2 separate regions of the Mus musculus genome follow, and region 2 is linked to region 1. Evidence: chromatin contacts called from public HiChIP or PLAC-seq data. All regions are on one chromosome and are shown on one strand. The core of a region is the stretch at or near the end of the contact, and the rest is flanking DNA. Distances in the headings are between cores, read along the strand shown.

Region 1 (5,732 bases), core at 1,536-4,035:
TAAATATTTTGTTTATATAGTGAAACCTCACACAGTAACTTGGGGAAGACTGGTTTTTTGGTTTTGTTTTTGTATTTTATCTCTAGGCTGAAGAAAGTATTCTCTGTAGAGTTCACACATTCTGTTAGATGCATAACTATCATCCAAAACAATGGAATAATATGTGGTAAATTGAAAATGCCCCTACTCCTAAATCTGGAAAAATCTATAGAAACTCCTAGTAGATTCTGAGCCACCAGCAAGATTGTTGGTTAGTCCTTTTTAAAAATTCATTATGACAGGTGGTGTGTGCATGTTGCAGCACTTGTGTGGCGGTCAGGGGATAGCTTGTGGGTGTTGGCTCTCTCCTTCCACCATGAGGAGCCTAGACAGCAAACTTAGATTGTTAGGTTTGGCAGCAAGCGCCTGTACCTGCTGAGCCATTGCTGGCCCCTTGTGTTCTAAAGTAGAAAAATACGTGAGCATCCTTCACAGAGGAGCTGTCAGCACTCACACATTGACCTGCTATCTATCACACAGTGAAATTGATGCAGCTGACTGACACCTGTCAATCGTAGACGAAAAACTAGTGTTATCAGTAGAAAGAAATTAGTGGCATGACTTCATTTATATAAAGTTCAGAGCCTGTGAAACTACTATATAAGGTTGTGACTAGTAAATAATATAGTAAAATACCTTTCAATGCTTGAGGAGAATAAAAACCAAATTTCTGGCAATTAACGCTTCTGAGAAGAGAGAAAATAGAAGAAGATGGGAAAGAAGCCGTGGCCGTCCATGCTGCTACACTGCTTTATTTAAAGGTCCTAAGCAGAAATTGACCATGTTACCATTTTTAAACAAAGCCAAAAGATCGTGAGTTTTCGTTTTACAGGAATATATTTCTATCTTTCTGTCTTTGGAGACAGGGTCTCTCTATGTAGCTCTGGCTAACCTTGAACTAACTATGTAGACCAGGCTGGTCTCCAGCTCACAGAGATCAGCCTGCCTCTGCCTCCCAAGTGCTGGGATCAAGGTGTGTGGTACTAAGGTCAGCTCTTACTCCTCCCTCCCTCCCTCCCTTTTCTCCCTTTTTCTCTCTCGTGAGCTGAGGCTTCATAAACAGCACAGTTTCCAGTCAGTCTCTAATGTTCACCCAGCCCAAGAGATGTCTACTCAGCCTTGCATGTATGTCTCCCAACATCTGTGAATGCAGCAAAGTCATGGTTTATACTTGGAAACATAGGATAAAATAAAGTGGGGAGTAGATCTGAGAGGAGTGAAGGGAAGGGGGAATATTATCAAAATACATTGTATGCATGTGTGAAATCCTCGAAGAATTAATGAAAATATTTTTTAAAAATTTAAAAAGTGATGACGTGACATTGAATTTTTGTAAACTTTACAGATTGCCACACTGTGATGACACTGTTCCTGTAACTTCTCATCCACACACAGAGCTTTCTGGGCCACAGAAGAAATCAGATCAAGTCCCAAGAGACATTGGATTTTGGTGTCCAAAGCACCTTAGGACTTCCGGGGACCAAGGCTATAGGTTTCTGGGAATTGAACAGTGTGCCCCTCCGTGCCCCAATATGTATTTTAAAAGTGATGAACTAGACTTTGCCAAAAGTTTCATAGGAATAGTTTCAATATTTTGTCTTTGTGCAACTCTGTTCACGTTCCTTACATTTTTAATTGACGTTAGACGATTCAGATACCCAGAGAGACCAATTATCTATTACTCTGTCTGCTACAGCATTGTCTCTCTCATGTACTTCGTGGGGTTTTTGCTGGGCAATAGCACGGCTTGTAATAAGGCAGACGAGAAGCTGGAGCTCGGGGACACCGTTGTCCTAGGGTCAAAGAATAAGGCTTGCAGTGTGGTATTTATGTTTCTGTATTTTTTTACAATGGCTGGCACCGTGTGGTGGGTGATTCTCACCATTACGTGGTTCTTAGCTGCCGGGAGAAAATGGAGTTGCGAAGCTATTGAACAAAAAGCAGTGTGGTTCCATGCCGTTGCCTGGGGGGCGCCCGGGTTCCTGACCGTCATGCTGCTCGCTATGAATAAGGTTGAAGGAGACAACATTAGCGGCGTTTGCTTCGTTGGCCTGTATGACCTGGACGCCTCTCGCTACTTCGTCCTTCTGCCTCTGTGCCTCTGCGTATTTGTTGGGCTGTCTCTCCTCTTAGCCGGCATCATCTCCTTGAATCATGTCCGACAAGTCATACAGCATGATGGCCGGAACCAAGAGAAGCTAAAGAAATTCATGATTCGCATCGGAGTCTTCAGTGGCCTGTATCTTGTGCCCTTAGTGACACTTCTCGGTTGCTATGTCTATGAGCTAGTGAACAGGATCACCTGGGAGATGACATGGTTCTCTGATCATTGTCACCAGTACCGCATCCCGTGCCCTTACCAGGTAGGTGCTAGCATTGGAATATGCCACTCTTTACCTTCATGTTCCTAGAAGTGCACTTGTCATGGTCATAAAAGTAGACTTTAGTTAAGGAGAGCTATCAGACACAGGGAGTAAGCCCCGGTGTCGTAGCCAGGCTGGGGACTGGCCCAGGAGTGCTTTCTTCAAGCAGTAGCTCTGTTACAATACAGCAAGTCTCCTGTAAATATTTCAAACATTAAAGTGAAAACAACAATTAAGTCGGTGTATGAAAAGCAGACTATGAAGAATAGGCCTCATCATAAGAAAAGAAAAAGTATCTACTGAATTGGAGAGGGTTTTTTTTTCCCCACCTCTTTGGTTAGTAGGAAACCCCTATGTTTGGGCTTAACCTTTTGTGCAGTGTGTGTATCTAAAAATAGACTTTGCCTTTTGCCCAGCCCATCCTGCCATTCTTAACTGAGAAGAACACACAATAGAAAGTACGTTCCCTGTGTCTGAGGCTGAGGATTACTATAAGGGGCTGCGTTTTTAGATTAAAAATTGTAAATTCCTGAAAATATATAATTTGTTACAGAATTTCATTGAATTTTTAAATGAAAGTTTGGGGATTAAAAAAAATACATTTTAGCAGTATGCATTGTGCCTATATACTTAGGAGGCCAAGGGAGAGGATTGTTGAGTTTAAAGTCAGCCTGGGAATGTAGCAAGACTCGGTCTCAAGTAAATTAATTAATTAAAGTAAACAGATTTTATCTGGCTGGAGATGCAGCTGAGTGGCAGAACAGTAGCATGGCACGGTGCACACCTGACAGCTTTCCTTTCTGCACCCTCTCCCTCTGCCTACCCTCCCTCCCTCCCTCCATCTCTCCCTCCCTCCCTCCCTCCCTCTCCCTCTGCCTACCCTCCCTCTCCCTCTACCTTCCCTCCCTCCCTCCCTCCCTCTCCCTCTGCCTACCCTCCCTCCCTCCCTCCCTCTCCCTCTCCCTACCCTCCCTCTCCCTCTGCCTACCCTCTCTCCCTATTTCTTTTTTTTAGCTCCTCCTGAAGAATCAATTTAAGTGATATAGAGATGAACACTGCAACATTATTAGCAGTTGGAATTACATGGGAACTAACCTAAATATGTTTAAATAGGGGCTAGTTGAGTAAGTTAGAACTCACAAAGAAACAAACCTTCAAGCAAAGCTTGCTCTGTGCTGGTGTGGGTGGGGTTCCCAGGGGTAGTAGTTACAAAAAGCTGTGCAATATGTGTAATACTTTTACATTTGAACACTTACAATAATGTTTGAAAATATTGTTATTTAATAAATATATTAAGACTAGCATGCTTTAAACAAAAGTGTGACTTTACTTTTTATCAAATTTGTATACTTTTACATCTTACTAATACTTGTTTTGTGGTAGCCAATCAAAATTTAATATAATGTGCATTAATGCAGAAAGATTATAAAATATGAGTTTAACTGTTTTTATGTTTTAATTTTTACTTTTTGTGCATGTAAGTGTTTGCAAGCATGTGTGTATATACATCACGTGTAAGCTTTGTACCACAAAGCACAGACAGTTCTTCTAAACTGGAGTTATAGACAGCTGTGATCCACGGTGTAGGTTCTAGGAACTGAACGTGGATTCTCTGCAAGAGCAGCAACTGCTCTTAACTGCCGAGCCATTTTTGTAGCCCCTAAACATATTTAAATGTAGACTATAGTAAAGAAAAATAAGTAAATACTCACAGACCAATATCTTCGCAATTCTGAGAGGACAGTCTATCAATAGGAAAGAGCAATAGATCATGCCAAGGTTCTGAAAACACTCATAAGTATTTTTTTCTGTTAACAGCCATATTTTGATACACATGGAAGTTTCGTGTTCAGAACTTCATAAAAATGTATTGAACTTAAAATTGTTGTTCATATAACTTATTTCAAACCTTTTGCAATAAACAGACTAAAAATGTATAATTTGTTCAAGCTTTACTTTGACAATGCAGATTTTTCTTTATATTTTAAGTATGTTAGTATTTGTTTTGTTTTTGTAGGCAAATCCAAAAGCTCGACCAGAATTGGCTTTATTTATGATAAAATATCTGATGACATTAATTGTTGGTATCTCTGCGGTCTTCTGGGTTGGAAGCAAAAAGACGTGCACAGAATGGGCCGGGTTCTTTAAGCGAAACCGCAAGCGAGAGTAAGAGCTGATTGGTTATCTTATGATTGTCTTAAAGTAAACAGATCGAAATGCTAATGTTTCACCTAGAATGATAACAATCCAAACCAATTAAATATTCTGTGATATCAGTTCATATTTATGAGTAAATAGTTCATTTTGATTATATATAGTGTGTATAATGTGCTGTGTGTGTATACACACACACACATATATATACATACATACATACATAGATATTAATTTTCAATTGATTTGACTACTGAACACAAATTTCATAGCTATAGCTGGACAAGCAGAACTTACTTTTAGCACCACACTATGTAACCAGAGGGCAAGGCAGGAGGTGAGGCTCACCTGGATAGCAAGACCCTGCCTCCAAAATACTTTAGTTCAGAACTATATGTCTTACTTACTCTATGTATAGCTCATATCTGTGTTCCCATATAACTTTACTATAACTTGTCAACGTGAATGTTAGAAATAAAACAGAGGCCATTGCTTATACTGACTGTGTCCCTCCCTCTGGTTTGCCATATAGTTAGCAATTTCTATGATACAAATATAGTCAGCCCCAGAATGCTGGTGTGTGCTTCATTTCCTTCAAAACTTTGATTTTTGGCCATTTAACTTCTTACAAGTGTGCTGCTTCTGTTAGTGAAAGCAAAGTAGGTGCTTGCACAAAAGACTTCACTGTAGAGGAATCTCAGATCTCCTAGATAATGCGAACCACACAGAACATCTCACTAATCAGAGTGGACTTAGGGCAAAGGTTGTGTCTGTAGCATCTAAGATGTACTGAGCGGATTCTCTCCCTGGGTCCCTCGCAGCCCCATCAGTGAGAGCCGCCGAGTGCTGCAAGAGTCCTGTGAGTTCTTCCTGAAGCACAACTCTAAAGTGAAGCACAAGAAGAAGCATGGCGCACCAGGGCCTCATAGGCTGAAGGTCATTTCCAAGTCCATGGGAACTAGCACAGGAGCGACCACAAATCATGGCACCTCTGCCATGGCAATCGCTGACCATGATTACTTAGGGCAAGAAACTTCAACAGAAGTCCACACCTCCCCAGAAGCATCCGTCAAAGAGGGACGAGCAGACCGAGCAAACACTCCCAGCGCCAAAGATCGGGACTGTGGGGAATCTGCAGGGCCCAGTTCCAAGCTCTCTGGGAACCGGAACGGCAGG
Region 2 (5,732 bases), core at 996-3,495, 790 kb after region 1:
TTGCCTTGTATGCAGCAACTTCCTCTCCAAGCGTGCCATACAGAAGGGGCAGATGCTGGCGCATAGCTATGCCTGGCAAAGACTGCACCAGCCAGGTACCCAGCACAGCATCAACTGTGTGGCACCACATCTGCCACATTCACTCTTCATGACTAATGCAAAGTGAGGCTTTTGTATTATTTGTTTCCGAAACCTGTGGCTAGGAAGGAGAAAAAAACGTCAGAAAGAAAAGCACAATGACGACATTCTCCAAAAGACTTGAATATGATTCCTTAACACTGGCAAAGAGATTAAAAGCAAAGGCAGAGAAATTGTCCCACCTCAGGCAGCCTCAGGACACATGTTGATGAAATCTACTACGGGATCCTGGAACAGAAATGAATGCTGGGTAAGAGCTAAGCAAACCTGAATGAAGGATGGGCTCTAGCTACTGATATAGCAATAGTAGTTCATCGACTCTGACAGTAGTGGCACTCTATCAGTTGACAATAGTGGGATAAGGCTGTGGGGACCAAGGGGGTTTTCTCTGCCATCATCGGAACCCTTATTCCTTTTTAAAAATGCACCTCAACATTATCAGAAAGTAAAGGAAGACTATGCCACGGCACTGTGAGCCGGTGTGCAGAACTCACTAGGATTCAGTGTGCAGGGTAGGAAGAGGTAGGAGGTGATGATGGAGAGCAATTCTCCATCTCTAAGGACAGTAGAGAGCTGAGGATGGTGTGTGCAGCCAGGCTAAAAATATTGTAGTGCATCAGAAATGTCCCAGCTAGGTCATCTGCATACATTTTGACTGGGAATAGAGAGTCCAACTGAGTACCTTTCTCATAATAAGCAGGCCAAGAATAGAGAACGCGGGTGTTGGCATCAACCTAGATACTCCTGCTTCTCCTTTTGTATGTGAACTATGCAAACCATTCTTTCTCGTTGTTTAAATGATCATCCAATCCCTTATTCCATGAAGCCTCCTCTCCAACAATCCCCTCTCTTTTTTCTCCATAGTCTACAAATTTTGCATGTTAGTGCAAAATTCGTATGGTGTATGAGAGAAAAAATTCACACAGAATTTAAAATGTCAAATAAAAGTTCCAAAGAGGACTGGGCCTGGTCATTAGCTTGATAATATTTTTTCTGCCTTCAATGGGATAACAAAAGCAGAGAACGTGGAAAGATCTGTGGGTTTCTGAGAGGCTGTGGGAGTCAGCACAGCAGAATCCCTGTGTATTTGCCTGCCTGCTCAACACAGGGGAAGGAACTGAGCATAACCAAGTGCAAATACTCAGCAAAGCCCAACAGCAGCCAAACTAGAAGGATAAGGTCATCATAGCAATGCATCTTAACCGCCCCCTTCCAAACCATGTTTCCTAGCAAGCTCTTTTCAAACTCACTATGTATCCAAAGACAGTCGTGAATTTCTGATTCTCCTGCCTCTAACTCCCAAATTCTGAAATTACAGGTATGGGACATTGCATCTAGTATATGCAGCAACGTTGTATCTAGTGTATGCAGCAACACTGTATCTAGTGTATGCAGCAACATTGCATCTAGTGTATGTAGCAACATTGCATCTAGTGTATGCAGCAACATTGCATCTAGTGTATGCAGTGCTGTGGTTTGACCATGGGGCTTCCTCCATAAAGCAAAGGCTATCAACAGGATTAGTTTAGCTTATAAAATATGTCCACATAAGTTGCTTCATGGTAATCTTCCAACCTGTGTTGCTTTCCATTGCTTCGGGCACTGGGATAGTCATGATAAGCAGAACTGGATTGAAAGCAGGGGAGTGATCAGGAAGACTTGGTAGTGCTAGCACATATGTGTCATAGTAATGAAGACTTAGCTCTCACAAGGCTGAATACATATATTCACCAAAAACAACTTCAAATATTTAACTTTTTTAGTCATTATTATATAAAGAATGGTTGTTATGTAAAAGATAGGTGAAGAACAAATAAAAGAGATGAACAACTGAATAAATGCCTAACATTATGAATAAGATGCCTATGGAGAACAGAAGCATGAGTTTGACCTTAAGTCAGTTATTCTTGGACTAAACTGGAGGAAACTTAAGTAATATATAGACCATTTAAAAAAAAATAACTACACATCTGGACCATTATGCACCATTCTGAAGCAAGTGACGAGGACAGGAGGGACAAAACAATGTTACAGAGATTAGTAACTGGAGCTTGTGAGAAAGTGATCTAAATTTGTATAGCCTCGGGCATGACTCAGGGAGACATAATCACAACCTATAAATACCCTCCAAGCAGCAGAGGGTGGGGAAAGAAGTGAGTGAATTATTCACAGCCTTGCATTCCGGTCATTTCTCTTTGTCCAGTTGTCTGAGAAAGACAACGCTTTGTACCTGAGCTGGTGTGATTCCCAGAACTCAAACCAGCCAAGGACTCTCACCGTGGGTCCTGCTGAGACACCCAGGTGGAAGGTTAAAAAGCAGAGCCCAGCAACTCAAATCCACTCAATAGCGTTTTTTTAGAGGTGCCTCCTCTCATAATGCTCTGTGTGGGCATACTCTTCCTTCCTTTCTTCCTTCCACCCATCTTTCCTTCTGTCTTTCATTTCTTCTCTTCTTCCTTCCTTGCTCCCTCCCCCTTACAGGTCTCTTACATATATCATATTTGCATATATTGTATTTTGTGTGTGCAAATGTGTATGTCTCTGTATCTGTATATGTTTCTTGTGGGTTTTTTTGGTTTTTTGTTTGTTTGTTTGGTTGGTTGGTTTTTTTTTTTTTTTTTTTTTTTTTTTTTTTTTTTTTTTTGGTATTTTGAGACAGGGTTTCTCTGTATAGCCCTGGCTGTCCTGGAACTCACTCTGTAGACCAGGTTGGCCTCGAACTCAGAAATCTGCCTGCCTCTGCCTCCCAAGTGCTGGGATCAAAGGCGTGCGCCACCACGCCCGGCTTCTTGTGCTTTTTTTAAAGCTCTTTTTCTTCTGCTAGTTTGTTTTCTTCTTCCTATTCCAGCTTCTTTGCTTTTATTTTATCTTATGTTAGTTTATTGCCATTATTTAGATAGCTGTAGCCTAATGAAAGAGTGAAAGAAAGGCTGTAGATCTGAGTGGGTGGAGAATCGGGAGGGGGAGGCATCTGGAAGGAGCTAGGGAAGATGAAACCATAGTTAGAATATATATGGCAAAATCTACTTTCAATTAAAAAGTGAAATGAGTTGCAAAAACTAGAAAATAAATAATTGAAGGAGAGGAGGAAGAGGAGGAGGAGGGACCATGGAACCAGTCTCCCAGGGCTCTCCCTGGGGTTAGAACTAGACTGGAGAGTTCCGTAGTTCAATAGAGTTTTTTATTTTCTTTCCACTTTGATACAGGAAAACACAGAATAGAATTAAAGTCCCCACCCCAATGGGATAAGAATAGAACAGGAAAAATGAAGTATAATTCTTGCCCATTTTGTTCATAGTTACAGTTTTCTCATTACTTTAGATTTAGCTTTCTTGGTCTTACCTGATGAACACCATCTTAGAGACAAAGTACTTTCTGCCCCACTGACTTGCCCACAGTGTTACTAATTATTATTCCCATGACTCAAACAGAAGGCCTCACAAGTTACAGCTTTTCACATATTCCCTCCAGGAGAGAGGAACTTTGAGAATTTCTGGGTTTTCTAATTATACCCTGTGATCTTCATAAGCCACGAGATATTTGAAAAGATATACCTGGTTCCAGCCTTGGAGCAATGGCTTAAATTACTTGCATTGCGCCAAGAGGACCATTGTACAGTGGTAGAGCCTGCAGAGTGGAACTTACAGAGTGGAGCACAGATCATCTGGAGTCTGTAAAGCCAAGCAGTTGTTCTACATTATCCTTCCTAGACTAGTAGAAAGTCTGTTTACATTAGCTTTATCAGGCATCGAGTCTTTAAACATAACTTTCTCTCTCAATATAAGGACAAAGGCCTCGGGTTGTGACTGGCTCTGATCCCAGGATGTCTCCTGACTTGAGGCTCTCACACAGCTTTTTACTGCTTGGCGGTGAATTTTACAGCAGCAATGAGGTGATGCACTGGAGTGCTGGCCAAAGGCTACCTGCCATGACCAATGGCCTGCCAATCCCACAAACTGATCCCTAGGTAGGGACAGTGAGTGTCCTGAGGAAAGTGCCAACCACAAAAAGACCATCTGGGGCCTGTTTCTAGGCTCTCAGCCATAGGCGCATCCTTCATGTTCCAAATTCCAAATGGCCATCTTTTTCCCAGAGGGTGGCCCAAGGGTACTTCTGTATCTGTGTAACAATATCACTTCCTAAAAACTATGCACTTTTGCTAACTACAATAGAAACAAACATACTGGACCTTGAATAAATCCCATATAGTGAAGGCAGAAGGACCATCAAATTTCCATGTACACACACTGTGCACACAACATGTTTGTGTGCAGAATTTCCTCCTTAGCAGTGTTTACCCCAAGGACATGAGCAAACAAGCACTGCTGGGGACATATCCTACAAGAAGAATCTAGCAGAAATTCAACGTCCATCAATGCTCTTTTGAATTGGTGGAGTTTGCCAGACCCACAATATTAACATAGAATTATGGAAATTGAAAAGAAAGGGCTTAAGCCTACGGGAACAGCAGGCTGAGGCTGAGTTCATCTGGAAAGTTTGGCTAACTAAAAGTGATGTCTTTTGTGCTGGAATCTTTTTATCTAAAAGCTTTTAAAAGGCTGTAATTATTTTGAGTTTCCAATTCAGTTCTTTTTCAAATTAAGCCTTTTCTTTTCTTCAGGGCTCTGCACTTTCCCCCCATGTGAATTCGGGCCTTTGCCAGGCACAGGGATAGCAAACTCATATTGGTTTTCTATACATATCCATCCTACACAATGTTGGCATCCTCTGTGCCAAGAAAAACAAAGAAACATTTGTCGATCCACACCTTTATCTTCCGCACAGGCTTAGAATTCCTGAGCACAGAGAAGGAAATTACCTAGCACACATGCTGGGAAAGGCCTAGGTGAGATTGCTTTGCAACTTAAATGCTTTTCTTCAAGGGTAAAACCTGGTGACACAAAATCTCAGACTTACCTTGTTGCTTCTGGGTCCCAGATCACAATGTCAGCATCTGAGCCTACAGCTATTCTTCCTTTTTTCGGATAAAGATTAAAGATTTTGGCTGCGTTTGTGCTGGTAACTGCCACAAACCTGTTTTCATCCATTTTACCACTGTGCTGTAAAACAATTGAAAGAAGATGCATTTGTTATGATGATCAAACACTAACCCCTCCTCTGAGGATAAAAGTGAAGGACGGACAGCTATTAATCCAAACAGAACTGTACTTCATAGCCGGGCAGTGGTGGCACACGCCTTTAATCCCAGCACTTGGGAGGCAGAGGCAGGCGGATTTCTAAGTTCGAGGCCAGCCTGGTCTACAGAGTGAGTCCCAGGACAGCCAAGGCTACACAGAGAAACCCTGTCTCGAAAAACCACACACAAAAAAGAACTGTACCTCATTCCCTACATAAAGGAACTACGTCTGTGCATGCGCAGTATAAACCAGTCACAGCACCATTGACAAAGATGAGGGTGTACAGAAGCCTGAAGGTTGCTTTCCAAAACTCCTATCAGAGTAAAAGACAACCCTACTATTTCTTTCCCATCTGTCCCCAAATCATCCAAGATTACTACATACGATAGCTACAAGCTGATAATGGCATTTTCCATTCCCCTTTAAAGTTCTCACTGCCATAACAATATTTATTAT

The links. HiChIP or PLAC-seq counts read pairs in DNA pulled down with a chosen protein or histone mark.
Region 2: a contact with region 1 is called in an H3K27ac HiChIP or PLAC-seq map of extraembryonic endoderm stem cells, with 6 times the contacts expected there. The contact joins two enhancer-like sites. A contact is called at or near these places in 1 of 39 promoter capture datasets (cranial neural crest), 1 of 115 datasets of contacts at active chromatin or transcription factors (extraembryonic endoderm stem cells) and 1 of 9 other capture datasets (embryonic stem cells).

The regions. Positions count from the first base shown.
Region 1 is chr15:39,029,431-39,035,162 of GRCm38.p6, forward strand. Fzd6 (frizzled class receptor 6) reads left to right here. Exons shown (of 7, transcript NM_001162494.1): 4 at 1,385-2,402; 5 at 4,420-4,568; 6 at 5,378-5,732. Among named protein-coding and RNA genes, the nearest start is that of Gm7194, 9.9 kb to the right of the region's middle. Within about 2 kb of position 2,786, at least 6 of the 459 cell types and tissues checked have an H3K27ac peak or open chromatin away from gene starts, as enhancers often do. A contact at or near this core is called in extraembryonic endoderm stem cells, where this site is marked.
Region 2 is chr15:39,819,111-39,824,842 of GRCm38.p6, forward strand. It overlaps Dpys (dihydropyrimidinase), which reads right to left. Exons shown (of 10, transcript NM_001164466.1): 7 at 5,056-5,198. Among named protein-coding and RNA genes, the nearest start is that of Gm16291, 25 kb to the left of the region's middle. Within about 2 kb of position 2,246, at least 17 of the 459 cell types and tissues checked have an H3K27ac peak or open chromatin away from gene starts, as enhancers often do. A contact at or near this core is called in extraembryonic endoderm stem cells, where this site is marked.